Regions from separate parts of the Oryza sativa genome. Here region 1 is linked to region 2. The links are chromatin contacts, called in public HiCAR-type maps. All regions are on one chromosome and are shown on one strand. The core of a region is the stretch at or near the end of the contact, and the rest is flanking DNA. Distances in the headings are between cores, read along the strand shown. Region 1 has its middle 16 kb from the start of LOC107279290. Region 2 has its middle 11 kb from the start of LOC112936978.

Evidence for each region. HiCAR-type assays count read pairs that join an accessible place to other places.
Region 1: a HiCAR-type map of leaf shows a contact between it and region 2, with 2.9 times the contacts expected there. The contact joins two enhancer-like sites. A contact is called at or near these places in 2 of 15 Hi-C or Micro-C datasets (leaf and panicle) and 1 of 4 datasets of contacts at active chromatin or transcription factors (leaf).

Annotation. Positions count from the first base shown.
Region 1 is chr11:10,153,893-10,156,917 of ASM3414082v1, reverse strand. No RefSeq gene overlaps it. Among protein-coding and RNA genes, the nearest start is that of LOC107279290, 16 kb to the right of the region's middle. Within about 2 kb of position 1,502, at least 6 of the 15 cell types and tissues checked have open chromatin away from gene starts, as enhancers often do. A contact at or near this core is called in leaf and panicle, where this site is marked.
Region 2 is chr11:9,990,191-9,992,978 of ASM3414082v1, reverse strand. No RefSeq gene overlaps it. Among protein-coding and RNA genes, the nearest start is that of LOC112936978, 11 kb to the right of the region's middle. Within about 2 kb of position 1,323, at least 8 of the 15 cell types and tissues checked have open chromatin away from gene starts, as enhancers often do. A contact at or near this core is called in leaf and panicle, where this site is marked.

The sequences.
Region 1 (3,025 bases), core at 253-2,752, 160 kb before region 2:
TTTCCACTCGGGAATTGGTAGGGGCTGTAGCAGACCAGCTGGCCTCTGGTGCTCTGTCTTGACTCTTTGGCAAATGTCACACAAGGCTACGTATTCTGCGACATCTCGCTTCATTCCAGCCCACCAGAAGTATGCCTTGATATCTTGGTACATCTTCGTACTTCCTGGATGAATGGAGTAGGCGGACTCATGAGCTTCCTTTAGGATGAGATCTCTTAACTCCTTCTTGGCCGGTACACAGATGCGTGGACCGCACCAAACTGTGCCTTGATCGTCTATGGAGAAATTGGTGTCTTTCTTCTCCTGTATTCTTTTTATTAACTCTTTTATCCCTTCGTCGTCCTTCTGAGCCTCCCGGATTTGCGACTCTAGGGTAGGCTGTACTGTCAAGCTGGCAGGGACGCCTGACTATACCACGGTCAGCCTTAACTTCTCCAGTTTTCCCGCTAGGTGCCACGACGGAACGGGCGCTACAGGTAATCAGTAACTCTAGAGAACATCAACCAAACAAAAAAGTTTATTGATCTTTTCGTACTCAATTGATGTGAAGATACGTCGTGTCCTTAATAAATTATAACATAATGTGTAGGATCGAATTACAAGAATTAAGCTACTAGAGGAGGTGAATGGTAGGATATCATCAAAAACCGAAAATGTTTAAGGAAATTGAAAGTTACTCTCAAACCTGATGAAGTTGTGCTGGTTGCAAGATCAATGTCAGTAAGACCATATAGAAGCCTATGGTCAAACCAGAGTGTTGTCGACGGATACAACGCCTTGCTCCTACATGCCTGTTGCGCACTGCCGCCGCTGATCTGACCACTTGCCTAACGCCGGTTAGACCACTGGCTGGTTATACCGCTCGCGTAATGCCGGTCTGACTGTTGGGATCTAGAGAAACACCAAACAACAAAAAGCCTCGAAGTAAACCCTAAATTTCTCTGCCAAAAAGTTGATATCTTCTAGCCGCAACTCCCATACTTGCTTCCAATATGGCTTATTTATGATCAATCAAACACCATTCATAATCTGGAAGAGATTTAACAAAAACAGATTGCATCGTGATTGATTTCCTGAGCACGATGTCTTACAAAACTGCTTTTATATGCTCAGGTTATGTGCTATCACCGAGGCCTGATGCATGCTTCAAGGTTGTATCTCCTAGCGATGGAAGATGTGACTGAATTTTCCTTGCCATAAATGTGGCCTTCTTAATTACATTTTCTACAGCTTTGCTACCATGATTAATATTACATATGAACCTGGGATTGTATTTGGAATGTGTCTAGATTTGGCTGTTACCTGGTTGTAAGATTTGTGTTATATTGGATGTTTGTCGGGTTGTGCTATATGGGTTGTTATTGTGTTTGATTGTTGGGCTTATATGGGCTTAGCCCACTTGTTATTTGATATTAATATAAATGAATATAATATGACGGGCTGAAAATGGTGTGGTACATGTTTGGGCCTATATGGGCTTTTACAATGGACTTGACCCATTTATTATTTGATATTAAAGCAAATTGATACAATAGAATTGGGCTGAAAATATGCTACAACATAGATGGGCCAGGCTAAACTTTAGTCGGGCTTGCCATTGGGCTAAGCCTATAAATAGGGTGCTCAATACATGGATTTTAATGGGCCATCAGATATTTTATGACGTTTTTTAGCTAGATAATGACGAATATGAGAGTCACAAAGTTATGACGACAGAATGATCGTCACTAGATTAATGAGGAAAAATAAGGTTTCATCGTTGAACGCCATTAGAGACGCATAATAAGTGACGAATGAATTTTCGTCACGCGAGCGTCACAGATTACGAAACGTGACGAAAAATTTAATGTTTACGACGTAAATGAAGCATCATCTATCATAAGATCTCTTGTAGTGATACCATAGTGAAAAATCATATAGCCCTTTATTGCAAAATTTTGGTGGCATAATCTACAGCTACCGTGAGATATGCTAGAAGGGATTAAATGTCTTTTAAGCAGTATGGCGGCAGCAACATGCGCTTCTTCAACATAGAAAAACCACCAAGTTCGTCTTGGTTGTTCATTCAGTGCTTGAACTCTGCTTGCACTTATGAGATTAAAAAAAATGCTGTGGTACTTAATTTATTGTTCCTCAGGAAATGGAAAATTTTCACCAAGTTAATTCCGAGCCGCTCCACGCTCGAATTTAACTTGGTGAGGGGACATTTTGTTCGATGATATTTTGTACACCTTTTCTCTAATTTTAATTTTGTTAGAAATAGGGTGCATCAAAATATTAATCTCGGGAACAACAGTATAATAATAAATTAGTGATTAATTATCACTAATGGTACAATCTAGCATACACGAGCGTATATGTATGAATGTTATGTGACACGTGCCAATATCTGCTCCAGTGCCTAGAATACAGACGTGTATATGCTCATGGTATTGCTTGAATTTTTCTTTTTATTAATCTAAATGGAAGCATGCCACCGAGCATCGTCATTAGAGAGGATGCTAATCACGTGATTTGCCGGCAGTGGATCGCTTGGATTGCTTGCATGGAAAACCATGTGCGTGCTTGCATAGAAACTCAAGAAATATAAAGGCAATGTAGCTCTGTCTAGAGAATCCCTTGCCATATGCAGTGTGTACGCGTATACGAATACAAGGAATTAATCGCTCTGCATCACGCCGGTTCGGAAAGTGGATCGTCCCGGTATAATTTGGATGGAATCATATTGAGTATGATCCTCGCTAATTGGAAGAAATCATAACATATGGAAGGAATTGCAAATCGTAGAATCAACTGATTGGCTTGCCATCCATATGTGAGCCATGCATGCACTGGGCAGTGAACTGCATTCCCTTCACGCTATAACAGAACCAGCCATTTCACAGAGCAAGGGGGACGGGGGAGACTCACGAGAGAAAGAGGAAGAGAGGAGGACACCCACAGCAACACACACAATGCACGCAGCACATGCTCTGCAGCCATATTGCTGAGAGCAAATCCATATACAGAGAAGAAGGTGAACATC
Region 2 (2,788 bases), core at 74-2,573:
TTTCTAAGCATGGGTAAGCAATTATATATATATATATATATATATATATATATATATATATATATATATAGCTTTTACCTGAACCAAACCAATATATAAGGTTCAAGCTAATCAATTTATTACCCAAGGTATCAAGAAATAGGGTAATCAATGCAAACTGGCCATAACAAGGGAATAGGTTCACACCACCCGGTGACATTCGAAAATAAATACACTGTTGAAATAAATAGAGAATTTAAATATAGGATCAACATGCTCAAAGGAATTGTGTTTAGGATCTGTGTGACTTGCCTTGCAATAATCGGTCTTCAATTAGTCATCTGAATCTCTTCCGACACACTCACGAACCTTCGCAACGATGGAAACGACAAGCTAACACGTAAAACGAAGCAAAAAAAACTAATAAAAACCAAATAAACAGTACATAAAAAGTAAACAAACATGTAGATCATGATTTTAGATGAATTTAGAGACTTGAACGGCCTCATTCCGACTTCATATAAATTAGTTATGAATTTTACAAGATTAAACTGATTTTAAGATTTATTTTTAGAAGGGAAAAGGGCTTCATGACATCATCGATGACGTCATCACCGGCGAGAGGCTCGGGACATCACGGTCACCGGCGATCTAGGTCAAGGCGGCGAGAACGGAGGGCACCAACGCGACGACCACGACGCGGGAACCCACTGAGGAGCGGCTCGACGACGAACGACGACGGGAGACGGCCGGCGACGAGATCGAAGCGGCGACGAGCTCGGCTTGACGGCGTCAGTGGCGCTACGGCAGGCTTTGGCTTCGACCCAGGGGTGGACGGCGTGCAGCTCCTCCTTGCGAACCCGGGAGAGGCGACGGCGCAGGTCGTCGACGGCCGAGGCGGCTGGAGCGGCTGCCGGCGGTGGACAGAGAAGATGAACGCGGTGACGGCGCTACAAGCGACGGCGGAGAGAGGGAGAGGTGCCAGCCGAAAAGAGGAGAGGGAGGGGACTCTATTTATAGCCATGGGAGAGAGATCGATCGAACAACGAGAGAATCGGAGCCGGGGTTTTCTAGGGTTTAGTTTGGAGAGATAAACACGAATCGAGCTCGATTCCGCATTGATTTCTCCGGGATAAAGTCCGATTCTTGGGGGAAAAGATAGAGCAGGATAAGAGGAATATTTCCTCTCAACTAATTTTGAAATAACACGAGAGAGGAGACCGGATTTGGAGGGGAAATCGACGGCAATGGCGGCATCGGGCTCTGTCTCCAGCCGGCTGGAGGTTGAAGATGCCACTGTAGCGACAGGGAGGAAAGGTAGACTTCCGGATGGGCTTCTACTTCTTGGCCCGATTGAAAGAGGGACACAAAGCAGACTTCGACAGAGAGTGGGAGAGGGGCTACAGGCTGAGAGGAGATTGGGCCAAGAAAGAGAGAGGACTTTTCCTGTTTCGGCCCGAAAAGGAAAAGAGGAATTTTAATTACTTTTCCAATTAAATTAATCACTGAAATGATCTTTGAATTGTTAAAAATACTTCCAATGCTCAAATAATTTCAAGAAAAATCCTGTAAATACTTCGACACTCAAAGTACTTAACAAGATTATAATCACACCATATAATGATTAATTTAAAATGTGGATAATTACTGAAATGTTGTTTGTATTATTAAAATTAGAAATTGAGCTCCGAAAAATCCGAGAAAATTCCAAAAAGTATAATTAACCATGGATAATTTAATAAAAATTAAATCCATCCATGCTTCATATTTCGGAAATTTTATTACCCACACTTAACTTCACTTGTAAATTAATGAACATTTAATATAAATTCTAATAATAATTTATTAAATAATTTATAAATCCTAAGACGAAAATCAGGAAGTGACAGGAACCTCCGAAGATGTGTGAAACTTGGAGGTCGGAGTCTGGGTAGGCTGAGTCTGAGTCCTGAGTAGCTGCTTCTGCGGCCTTCTCGACTACACGTACTCGTTTGCCTTTCTCCAATGCTAGTTGCTTCGTGAGCGCCTTTTTGATGACGAAACAAGTCTCCAAAGAGTGCTTGTCCAACTTATGTATAGGGCACCATATTTTCTTCGTATTGTCGCCTTGTGGGTCTGGGTGCCTGGGTGGGTCCGCATACTCTGTAGCGAGGACCTCTATTTGAGCTTTCATTTTCCCACTCCTGCGACTCTTCTTCTTGCTTGACTTAGATGCATCCTTGGCTGGTTTCTTCTCTCCCTCCGTCTTCGGCTTGTCGTTCTTGCGTCTCAGGGCGTCATCCGCATGAGCGCATCGATCGACAATCTCGAATAGCCTACGAGCAGTTGTGATCTGTCTTGTCGCCAACTCTTGCGTAGTGTAGCGATCTCGGACACCAGACTTGAACGTGCAGATTACGGAAGCATCGGTGATCTCGGGGATCGTATTTCTGCACTCATTAAAGCACCGAATATAGTCCCTCAATGATTCGCCTGGATTTTGAGTCAACGCGTGTAGGACGTCCTCGATCACGTGGCGCTTGTATGTTCCTTGGAAGTTGGCGACGAACTGCAGCCACAGATCTTCCCATGAAGAAATCGAGTAGAGCGGGAGGTGAACTAGCCATGAACATGTAGATCATTTCAACGCCACCGGCAAATAATTCGCCAATGCGTTGTCGTCTGCTCCGGTAGCGTAGAGTACTGTGGAATAGACCTGAAGGAACTCCTCAGGGTTGGTGCTTCCGTCGTACTTCTCTATTGCTCCCGGTCGAAATTTCTCAGGCCATCGAACCTCTCGTAGAGAGCGAGTGAAAGCTCTACACCTGCC